Linked DNA regions of Ovis aries: region 2 is linked to region 1. Evidence: chromatin contacts called from public Hi-C data. All regions are on one chromosome and are shown on one strand. Each heading gives the region's core, a stretch centred on a gene start, on an enhancer-like site or on the middle of the called end of the contact. The rest is flanking DNA. Distances are from core to core; before and after follow the strand shown.

Region 1 (6,395 bases), core at 2,228-4,727:
TGAAAGTGAAAGAGGAGAACTTTAAAATATTTTTTTTTTAATGCCTAGACAACATACTAAAAAGGAGAGACATTACTTTACTGACAAAGGTCCCTCTAGTCAAAGCTATGGTTTTTCCAGTAGTCACGTAGGGATGTGAGAGTTGGACCATAAAGAAAGCTGAGCACCAAAGAACTGATGCTTTTGAAATGTGGTGTTGGAAAAGACTCTTTAGAGTACCTTGGACTGCAAGGAGATGAAACTAGCCAGTGCTAAAGGAAATCAGTCCTGAATATTCACTGGAAGCAATAATGCTGAAGCTCCAGTACTGTGGCCACCTGATGTTAAGAACTGACTCACTGGAAAAGACCCTGATGCTGGGAAAGATTGGAAGCAGGAGGAAAAGTGGACGACAGAGGGTGAGATGGTTGGATGGCATCACCGACTCGGTGGACATGAGTTTGAGCGAGCTCTGGGAGTTGGTGACGGACAGGGAAGCATGGCATGCTGCAGTCCATGGGGTCACAAAGAGTCAGATACCACTGAGCTAATGAACTGACTGAACGTACATTAAAACAAACCACAAGGGACTGTCAATTCAATGGGGAAGAGCCTTCAACAAATGGTGTTGAGAAAACTGGATATCCTTCCACATGCAAAGAATGAAACGAAACCCCCTATCTCATATCAAATACAAAATTTAACTCAAAATGAACCACAGCATAAACCTTGACCTTGGATTAAGCAATGGTTTCTTAGGTGATGACACCAAAGCAGTAACAACTGAAGGAAAAAAATATACCGGACTCCCTTAAAATTGAACTTTTGTACTTCAAAGGACATTGTCAAGAAAGTAAAAGGACAATCCACAGAATGGGAGAAAATATTTACAAAGTACATCTAATAACTTATTCTTGCCTGGAGAATCCTATGGACAGAGGGGCCTGGCAGGCTACAGTCCATGGGGTCACAAGAGTCAGACATGACTTAGCAACTAAACCACCATCACCACCAAGTGATCTGTACCTAGAACATACAAAGGAATCTTACAACTCATAGCAAAATGACAAATAACCCAATTAAAAACTAGGCAAAAAAAAAAAAAACTAGGCAAATTATGCCAACAGACCTTTTTCTAAAGATGATACATAAATGGCCAAAATCATAGGTCATCATCAAAATGCAAATCAAACCCACAATGAAATAGTTGTCTGGGGCAGAATATGGGAAAGTAAATTAACTGCAAAGAGGTATGAAAGAACTTTCAGGGAAGAGTGAAATGTTTTACGTCTTGACTGGTGGCTCAGATGGTAAAGAATCCGCCTGCAATGAAGGAAATCTGGGTTCATCCCCTGAGGCAGGAAGATTCCCTGGAGAAAGGAATGGCAACTCACTCCAGTAATCTTGTCTGGAGAATTCCATGGACAGAGGAGGCTGGTAGGCTACAGTCCATGAGGTTGTAAAGAGTTGGACATGACTGAGCAACTAACACTTTCACTTTGAGGCATATGTATTTGTCAAAAGTCATCAACCTATACACTTAAAATCCATGAATTTCATATTTTACACACTTAAAATCTATTAATTTCAAATTTGACATTTGGAAGGGTGCACTTATTTTGATATGCTTGTTAAGAACTGTGGGCTTCATAGAAAAACACTGTTTTGGCTGCTAAAACATAGAATTTTCATATTAGATATCATTATTGTAGTATTATTAATGCTAACTTTATACATTACCATAACTACACTGTGTAATTACATTTAGCAGATACTGAATAACTACAAAAGTCATCTCACAAGAAACTATTTTGCTGATAAAAATTTCTAGGAAATTGGTGACATCTCAATAGCTTATTTCCTAGGATCTTTACACTAACAATTTTGTTGTATCAGTATTAGTTGTATGAAATTACTTTTGTCTAACTGCTTAAAAATAGCTGAAGTTCATAACTGTTGAAAGAAAATCTCTTGGATTATCCATGTATCACTTAGCAAAAAAAAAAAACCACCAATGGAGTTTTAAGTATTCCTTTGCTATTTCTGTAAATTATGCTACAGTTACACTGTACTAACAAAACATTTGAAGCAAGCAAAGATATCAAATTCACAAGTTCAATTTAAAAACAAAAACAATTCCAACAATGCAGTAGAAAAAGTTTCCCTTACCTCATCATCATCATCATCAGAATCATTCCCAAACACTGAAGGTTTTTGCAAAACAGGGTGCAACTGCTGTGCCTTCTTTGGCAAAATAAGCCCATACCTGCATATTTTTTGTTTTGAAATAGAAATTACACCATTATACCTAAATGTTAAAACAGTAATACATCCACTACCTCTTCCGGATGAAGCTACCAAGTCAAAACATGTCACAGAGCTTATGATCTTCACACAACCCTGGTTCTGATTTTCAACGATCTAAAAGCTTCAAAATGCACTTAAGATTTTTAAACTATTATTCTAGGTTAAAGAAGAGAAGTGAATGAAGAGCTCGGAAGTTTTAGATAGTGAAACGATAGGAAAGTTTAAAAAAAAAATGTTAGTGGAAAGCTCAGTTGAGGTCCACTAAAAAGAAAAAGACTCTAAATTATTCTTGTGGCCTAACAAGAGTCAAGAAAACATCCCCCCTCCCCTTACTGGGTATATATCATTTTAAATAAGTTATTAAATAAAATAAAGATTAATGTCATCCATTAAAATTTCTTAAAGATTACATTAACTGAGAAACCCAAGTAGCTATGGGGCAAATTACCATTACACTTTATAAAGCTCACGTGCTTTGTCTTGGAGCACCTGAAAGAACCATCCCATCAGACCCAACTCAACTGGTTTCTTCTCACGTTTGGGCCTTTAAGATGCAGATATAACGGGAAGCCGCATCACAATTGAGGATTATACATCTAAGGTAAAGCTTCCAAAAACATGTAACATTTCCTTTCACGGCAAGGTATACCCCAATTCCCTATGTGCCTACCCTTTTTTGTGGCTTCTCAGCACAACATTCCTAAACCGAGAAGGGAGGGCGGGAATCAGAACTTGAGCTGCCAAGGAGAACAAGGCCCTCTAAGAAAGCCAGGAAATGTCTCTCTTCTCATTTCCCCTGAAAGCATCCAACCGGGGAGAAACTCAAGCGCGGGGTAGGAAGCAAGACTGAGGGGCCTCAGACCGAGCTTTTGGAAAATAGAAAAGTCTCGCTCTCTGCCCCTCAGCCTAACTTCCTTTATTTCCTCACAAGTTTCTCCCTCAAACTTCGGGCTTCCATCCTGCAAAATGTGTGGGGGGATGGGAATATATGTTCCTCGGGATTTCTCGCTTTCCCCGCCTCTATCCCTGACGACACAGCCCCTTCAATTCCAGCGCACTTCTACTCCTCGGCCAAAGACACAGTCGCCGTGGTATCTCACTCCCCAGTCTGACCCTAACTCCCGGATCACTCACTGCCTGCCCGGAATCGCCATCTTGCTCCCGTCTCCGCTGAACGTGGCCGACGCCGACGTAACGCTGATGCAGACGCTGGCGTCATCACGCGAATTCTCGCGGGGCTTTAGGCGGCCTAGAACTCGCCTAGCCGCTGGGTTTGACTTTGGGTTACTCCCGCATTGCTGGGAGTGGAGTCCTTGGCCCTGGGAATTGTTTGAAAACCGACGGATTGCCTCGAAATCAGTGGTAAGAAAGGAATAACAAAATTTTAGGCTAAGAGTGTGGTCCCGGGAATTGTCATCCCCCGGCAATTTGTTAGAAATTGAAAATTTTGCCCCTGTTCCCTTCCTACGGAATCAGAAACGCTGGGATGGGCCCAGAAATCTGAATTTTAACAAGTCCACCAGATAATCCTGATACTCAAGTTTGAAAACCACTGCCCTAGGCAGTGTTTTGTTTTGTTTTGTTTTTAACCCCTGAGGTGTTCAGTGTAAGTATCCGTGGGTGGGAAAGATTCCCTGGAGGAGGAAATGGCAACCCACTCCAGTATTCTTGGCCTGGTAAATTCCATGGACAGAGCAGCCTGGTGGGCTACAGTCCAGGGGATCGCAAAGGGTCGGACATGACTAAGCACGCACCCATTCCTGGCTTAGGGTAACTTGACAGAAGATGAAAATCCACACGCTAAATATATTACTGTTGGACAGTAGTGATGAATAACAATACTATAGTGCCACTGGGTATAGAAAGTAAAATCATACATGATATTAAAAAAATTTTAGTCACATTTCACGTGTGAACCCACTCTTTCTCGGACCATGCCAAACTAGTTGTACAGCAGTTGAGATCTTGTAAACTGCCGACAGAAGGACGTTTAAACTTCCAAGTGTAGTTGTGCGTTTTGAAGTTTTGTTATTAGATACTTGGGCTTCCCTGGTGGCTCAAATGGTAAAGAATCTGCCTGCAATGTTGGAGACCCAGTTTCAATCTCTGGGTGGGAAATATCCCTTGGAGAAGGGAATGGCTACCCACTCCGGTATTCTTGCTTGGAGAATTCCATGGGCAGAGGAGCCTGGCGGGCTACATCCTCGAGGTAGCAGAGTCGAACGTAACTGAGCGACTAACTTTCCCTACTACATATTTAAACATTTAGAGTTGTTGTGTCCTTTTATGTTGACCCCTATACCATTAAGAAATGATCCTCTTTATTTTTTTTATCTACTTAATCTAATATTAGTATTTATAACCAGCATTGGTTTTTAGCATAGTATATGTTTTCCCATCCTTTTAACCTATTTTAATCGATTTGTCTTTTTATATAATGCCTAACTTTTAATATAAAGTGGATTTCTTGTTGCTAGCATATTGTTGGGTGTTGCTTTTTATCTAGTATGGCACTTTCTTCCTTTTAAGTTGGTATTTAGAACGTTTTCATTAACGTGAGTATTAGTGTAGTTGCAGTTTGTTTTTTCTTTTTCCTGTCTGTTCTTTGTACCCTCCTCTGCCACCTTCCCCTTGACTTTGGATTAATCAATAAATTTTTACGACTTAGCTTAAGATTTTTTTTTTTTTTTGGGCAAGGTTTTGCTTTAAGGTTTCTAGTATACATCTTTATCACAATCTATCTTCAAGTAACAATGTACCACTCAAAAACTTTTTAAAAAAGTATACTTCCAATTTCCCTCTCTGAAACTTTGTGCTGTATTTTGTCACAAGTTTTACTTCGAACAATGTTGTAAATGCACAATAAATTATTTTTCTTTAAACAATTACCCTTTAAAAATATTTTTTAAATAAGAAGAATATATTATTACACACGCGTACCATTTCTTGTGTCTTTGTATCTTTGTGTAAATCTTTGTATCTTTGTGTAGTATCATTATTTTTTTTAGAAGATGGTCAAAGGGTACAGAGTTCCAGATAATAAGTATTTGGATGTAATGTATAATGTGATTAATATAATTGACTTGCTGTATATAAAAGTTGTTAACAGAGTAAATCCTAAGAGTTCTCATCATAAGGAAAAATAGTTTTTATTTTGTATTTATGAGATGATGGATGTTCACTAAATTTACTGTAATCTTTTCGTAATGTATATGTCAATATGCTAAACACTAAACTGACACAGTGCTGTATATTAATTGTATCAATAAAAATGGAAGAAAAAAGTTAAAAGAATCCACACATGTTCTATTAACTGTCAGAACAATGACATCATCACATATCAAGAAGCCTCTGAAAAGTTCTCTTGCACACTGTTCTGAGGATGAGAGTGAAAAAAGGCAAATAATTTCCTAGCATTGTTAGAAATATAGTTTTGACTTGGAAAATCCCAAAAGTGTTTTAGGGACCTGCAGGAGTCCACAAACCACACTTTAAGATCCACTCTTTTAAATGAATTAATGCTGAAACGTACTATTATAGGAATTATATAACTTTGCATATAGGAATGTGCTGAATGTCTTTTTTCCCCCCTCAAAGTGATTAGGGTAAGGCCAGACAGAAGCCAGATATGAAATCTTGGGGCACAGTGTAATAAAAGGATATATATATACACACACATATATGGACTTCTCTGGTGGTCCAGTGGTTGAGAATTCACCTGTCAGTGTAGGGTACACAGGGTCAACCCCTGGTCTGGGAAGATCCCACATGCCACGGGGCAGCTAAGCAAACGCCACAACCACTGAGCATACACACTGCAATTGCTGAAGCCCCAGTAACTGCTAAGTTACTTCAGTCATGTCCAACTCTGTGCGACCCCATAGACGGCTCCCCCTGCCCCTGGGATTCTCCAGGCAAGAACACTGGAGTGGGTTGCCATTTCCTTCTCCAATGCATGAAAGTGAAAAGTGAAAGTAAAGTCGCTCAGTCGTGTCCTACTCTTAGCGACCCCATGGACTGCAGCCTACCAGGCTCCTCCGTCCATGGGATTTTCCCACTCCAAGAGTACTGGAGTGGGGTGCCATTGACACTAGTATTACTTATCCCTA
Region 2 (5,959 bases), core at 204-2,703, 120 kb before region 1:
CTAGGAGGTGGGTCATAGCGGATCTTGCTTTATGTCATCGAGTATACACAAGCTTTAAAGGTTACTTTCCATTTACAGTTATTAGAAGATACTGGCTATAACCTCCTTTTGTACAGTACATCCTTGAGCTTGTCTTACAGCCATTATTAGTTTGTAGCCCCCACTCTCCAATCGTTATATCACCCCTTCCCCCACACACAGTTAACCACTAGTTTTTCTCTGTATCTGTGAGTCTGCTGCTTTTTTGTTGTATTCATTAGTTTGCTGTATTTTTTAAATTTCACATATAAGTGATGTCATACAGTATTTCTCTGTCTGACTTATTTCACTTAGCATAAACATCAAAAATATAAGAATATCTATAGTGAGCTAGCCACTGGGGGATTTAAGCTGAGGAGTGATGTGGCTTAATTTTCGTTTTAAAAAAGATGTCACCCTGGCTGTTTTGAGAACGCATGGTAAAACAGCGGGAGAGGAAGAAGGGAGACCAGCGTGGAGGCTATTGTGTAGATGAGATATGGTAGTGGTTCCCACTAGATGGATGAAAATAAGGATGAAGAGAAGTGGATATATTTGAGGGTGGTGTATCTTCAAAGTGAGGATAACAGGACCTGCCAATGTGGAGGACAAGGAAGAGGGAAGATTTGGGGTGATATAAATGGAAGGTTTCCAGGTAGGGGAGAGAAGGCTTTTGAGTGATTATGAGGGAACCTGTATGTGGTCAGGGATAGCAGTGTAAATGAGAGAAGTAATAATTGAAGAAGCAGAATTTGGGAGGAGGGAAAGAGTAAATGTGCTTAATGTAGCGCTTTCAAACTTTACAGTCAAATCCCTTGGGGATCTTGTTAAAGTGTAGATTGACTCAGTAGATCTGGGTGGAGCTGGAGAGTCTGAATTTCTATTTCTTTGATCTAAACAGACTCTAAAAGTGGGAATCACTACCATATCTCATCTACAGAACAGTGGCCTCCACACTGGTCTCCCTTCTTCCTCTCCCGCTGTTTTACCATGCGTTCTCAAAACAGCCAGGGTGACATCTTTTTTAAAACAAAAATTAAGCCACATCACTCCTCAGCTTAAATCCCCTAGTGGCTAGCTCACTGTAGATCTTCTTATATCTGAAGGTAATCATTTGACTCTTAGTTATCATCCTTGTGAGCTCATTTTCTTTAACATCACAGAAAGGCACACACCTCTTAAGTGTAGGTTTTTGTGTCTTTCCCTGCCCTAAAATATATCTAATGCCTCCAGGAAATTTCTCCTCCTGCACTTGCTTTTGCTGGCACAAGTAGGAGTTTTGTTTTCAAAGCAGATCCCTGCCTTTTCTTTCATTCCCCATCAGAAAGCAGTAGAGAGATGTCTCCTCTCCCCTTTCTCTGCATTGTCAGCAATCACCAAGGTCTCCACTCTTCTCATGCGACTGGCTCATTTACCCTCAGCACCGAACCTTCTCCAGAGTTCGGCTATTTTCTGTGACAGTTTCTGTGTCCTGGCAGTCATTCTCCTCCGTGATCAATAGGTCACTTTACCTTTGAACCTAATTTCTCCATCAGTGAAGCTAAAAGGTCAGAGTAGATGATTTCTTAATGGCAGTGTAGCTTTGTGTTTTTACAATAGAAGGAAGTCACATTTCTACAGTGCTTCAGACTTTACTGGACAACCCAGTATTGTAAATATAAATGACGATTCCAGGATTCTGTTCCTTCTTCTGTGGTACCAGGCACTGAACTCTTAGCATTGCCAGTTTTGCTCCATTGCAGGTAGCTTGGTTGTTAACCATTGCACTACCTTCCCATTCTTCTGGGTTGAACCGAAAGTTCATTCAGGTTTTTCGTAACATCCTATGGAAAAACCCAAACGAACTTTCTGGCCAAGCCAGTAACATTTCTAATTACTATGGTTTCCTCCATTCTGTGTCTGCCTGTAGCTGGCTTTAAACTCTCACCCTTCTAAGCTTTCATGACTGACTCTCAGCTATTGCATCCTGCCTTCCTCCTCTTACTTGGTGTCTGTCTTCCAGTTTAGCCATGAGGATGGGAATTGACTCTGTCCAACATCATTTGTCTTTAAATTGGGGTCCATACTTTCTTTCCCTGTGTCCTGTATTTCATGCTTTCTGTGTCTTTTGTCTTTTTTCCATTGCTTTTGGGTTCTATTATTCACCAGTATTCAGTTCTATATGAAGACTTCGTTCAGTGTCCAGTATCTTTTATTGTCCTGAATGTCAACTTCATCTTGTGAGAAACAGATAACAACTCCCGAGTTGTCCACCAGAGAGCAGTCTCAGATACCCAAAGCTCACTGCCAGCTTTGTATTTTGGGAACAAGGAATAGTTTTTCAGAACAGCAGAGTCTCTTACCAAGAATTGAAGTATCATGGGCCCTGGAGATTATAATTCAGATAATTTTTTAAAATTAGAGCTTGTTTCACAATTGTTAGTTGACTTGGAGCCAAACGTTCCTTCCAAAGTGTTTTAAACTGACTTGAATGTGAATGGCTTTGGATAATTTATTGTCATGGTAAAAAAATAATATAAAACAAACCAACATTGTCTCAGATTACAGTTTTATCAAAATATAAGAGAGAGATGTCACGCTTATCCTCATTCATCCCTTGTATATATCTTTGATAAAAATTCAGCTTTATAAAATATATGCAGTAAGGCATAAATATTTTTATTCCAAAAAGAGATGAATTATAGAATTCATTTAGATAGCTAAAATGCAGATTTCCTTTAGTGCATTTTTTTTTCCCTTTTACTGATATCTTCATTTAATTTTTAGTTTCTAGTGCAGTACAGTTGATTAACAAAGTTGCATTTGTTTTGGCATCGATTCAGTTACAGATAGGAGTACATCTACTTGTTTTTGGACTCTGCTCCCAGATAGCTTCTTCCAGAGTGTTGAGTAGAGTTCCCTGTGTTAGACAGTAGGGCCTTGTTGACTATTTTAGAAATATCAGAAAAGAAAGGGAAGTTGCTCAGTCATGTTCAATTCTTTGTGACCTCCATGGACTGTAGCCTGCCAGGCTCCCCTGTCCATGGGATTTTCCAGGCAAGAATACTGGAGTGGGTTGCCTTTAGTGCATTTTTGATGAGAAGGAAGGAGTGATTTCACACTTTTTACCATAGAGAGGGAGTCAGATGCCCAATAAGGTATATGTAAATCATAGTGTAAAACACTCATATTTATATTTAGAATGTGTTTAAAAGTAATCGGAAGTTCACTTACTTAATCTTCATTAGGCCTAGCCCTAGTCTCCCCCATTTTTTCGCCAGGGCCTAACTGAACTGGGTAAACCAAGTGGATGACTGAGAATTAATTAAAATGACCCTGTATAAAATGTTCATACACATGTGACAATGATTATTAGTTGAAAATACACATCATTTAAGGCTATAAAGCCTTCCTTTGTTAAACATATTATACACTTTAATTGTCTTGACCATGGTTAACCAGTGGCAGGGTCCTCATGATGAAAATTACCACTTGTGGCCTTGGTGCTGAGGAAATACAAAATGACTGTCTGGTCCTTAGGAATCTCAAAAAGAGCTCATTAATCCATGGCTAGATTAGCTCAATTACAGTTGCTCATGTGATGCCCAGCTGCTGCTTTTCTGTATTAGAAACTAGCCTGAGAATGATATGTTAAAAGAGAGGCAGTTGGGCCTCCCTGGTGGCTCTGTGGTAAAGATTCTGCCTGCCAGTTCAGGAGACATGGGTTTGATCCCTGGTCTGGGAAGATCCCACATGCCACACAGCAGCTAAGCCTGTATGCCACAACTTCTGAGTTGCTCTAGAGCCTGGAGGCTGCACCTCCTGAAGCCCATGTGCCCATGCTGCACAACAGGAGAGCCCACTGCAGTGAGAAGCCCAAACACCACAGCTGGACAGTAGCCCCTGCTTTCCACAGCTGGAGAAAAGCCCACGGAGCAGCGAGGACCCAGCACGGCCAAAAAGAAATACGTAACTTTAAAAAGGGAGGGTGGTGGGTGAAGGACCAGCCTTTCAGGCTCATAAGACATAAAGCAAATCCTAGTAAAGGAAGACCCTCTCTTGGAAAACAAACATAAAATGAAAGGCACACATACCTTCATCTGTAGGTTGATGTGTTTCTGTTAAGGTGGTAGAATCAGGCTCTGTCTTCCATATGACATAAGAGTCTTTTTATCCTTAATTATAGGCCTGAAGTCATAGGCAGGCCTATTTCTAATTTTCTAGCTTTGGTTCAAAGAAGAAGTTTGAACCTTACTTATCAGGGTATCTGTCCCAAGGCTCTTTTGAGGCCTGATTTTTGCAATTTACTGGCTTTAGGACTTCAGTCAAGCTATTTATTTTCCTGAACCTTGGTTTCTTTATCTGTCAAATGTGAATAGTATCTACCATTTTTGTTGAGAAGACTGAGAGACATGGATTGTGGTACAGCACAGTAGACAGTATTTCCTTTTTTGTTTTAAACCCTGAACCAGTGGAGCAATACTTTAGTTTTTTTTTCTTTTTTTTGGACAGTGTGACTTCAGATCATGATTCTGCCAGTTACTAGCGATGTGATCTTAAGTAGATTGCTTAATTTCTTTGAGTCTTTTGGAGGAGGGAGGAAGAGGGAAATTACACCTTGAGAGAGTTCTATGAGAATTAAGTTAACCTAGCAGATATATAATGGGTAGCACAAAACAGTCACATTCAGGATCCACTTCTTTTAACTGTAGTGGAGTATTCAAATGTAAGGAGCAAATAATGCAGGTGGTAAGTGATGAGACTGGATCAGGGTGGTGATTGGGGTGGAGAAAGAAGAAGCAGATCATAGTGTCTGTTTTTTCAAAAGTAAAGGAAATTTGATACAGAAGAGAATGTACTTCTGTGCTCTGACCTTATGTAGGGTATGTCTCTATACTTCTGTCGTTCTGTGAGATGAAAATAATATAAAATGCATCCTTGGATTGTAATGATGCCAACTTGAAGGTTTTGTGACATCATTAGAGAGAATGTTACAGTCTCAGCCCCAGAAATGGTACCTTTCTACTCCGTGTATTCTCGTTCTGGTATTACTTTGGATAGACATTGTCATCTAAACTCCACCAAAAAGTTAGTGACTTTTCTGGGAGTAGAGACCCCTGTCACAATCAAAGCAAAACCTGGAAGCATAAAGGGAAGGAAATCTATTTATAAAATGTATGTAATTATTTGTCGCTTGAAATACAATCAGCAGCAACCCAGATCTTGCTGTGGATCAGTGGTGAGTGATTTCTTGGCTAAGGAAGTTTGACTTGCAGGGCAAATACAAAGCACTAAATATTAACATTTCAGAATTGTATTGTTCTGAGTGTTTATTTAAGAACTCAGAAGTTTGCGGATACCAAATCCTGAACATCAACCTTCCAATTTTTGGAGCAATATTAAGTTTCCTGTGAAATCTCTGACTTGAATATAGCCTCTGATTTCTTATGTTCCCCAAGCTTGAAACTTGAAGAAAAGAGGTAAAAATACTGCTTCCCTCTAGCCATTGCTCATCTGTCCTCCTGTTTTCCAGATATTCAGAGTGGTGTGCATCTGTTTGGGTAATCCACCAGAGACGTTCACCTGGGAGTATCGAGACAAAGATAAAAACTATCAAAAGATTGGCCCTATAACACCCTTGAAGTTTTACAGGCAACATGTCAAGCCACTCTTCAATATGGAAGATAAGGTTAGAAACTGGTGATGGCAGCCACTGGCTTTTTATTTTCAAATACCTGTTGACTACAAGAAAGAGTATCCAATTCCAAGGTTAATATGCATGGTCATCCAACAAGACACTAAACCAAATTTTTCCTCTTCTTCTGAAGTATTTTATATACCAGTTCAGTTGGCCACTCAGGATTCCCAGTATTCCTCCTCAAGACTTCTCTAACTGTGGGTCCGCATTCAGTTTAATTCCCATCAGCTCCCCTTATCTGGGCCCTGAGTCATTCTCCGGTGC

The links. A called contact is a pair of places that touch in the nucleus more often than the background predicts.
Region 2: a Hi-C map of liver shows a contact between it and region 1, with 5 times the contacts expected there. The contact joins the enhancer-like site here to the promoter of NSRP1 in region 1. A contact is called at or near these places in 3 of 16 Hi-C or Micro-C datasets (liver, skin fibroblasts and tail adipose tissue).

The regions. Positions count from the first base shown.
Region 1 is chr11:21,168,816-21,175,210 of ARS-UI_Ramb_v3.0, reverse strand. NSRP1 (nuclear speckle splicing regulatory protein 1) reads right to left here and starts at 3,477. Exons shown (of 9, transcript XM_060395307.1): 1 at 3,421-3,477.
Region 2 is chr11:21,288,120-21,294,078 of ARS-UI_Ramb_v3.0, reverse strand. It overlaps BLMH (bleomycin hydrolase), which reads left to right. Exons shown (of 12, transcript XM_012185429.5): 7 at 5,531-5,686. Among named protein-coding and RNA genes, the nearest start is that of BLMH, 16 kb to the left of the region's middle. Within about 2 kb of position 1,453, at least 2 of the 54 cell types and tissues checked have an H3K27ac peak or open chromatin away from gene starts, as enhancers often do. A contact at or near this core is called in liver, where this site is marked.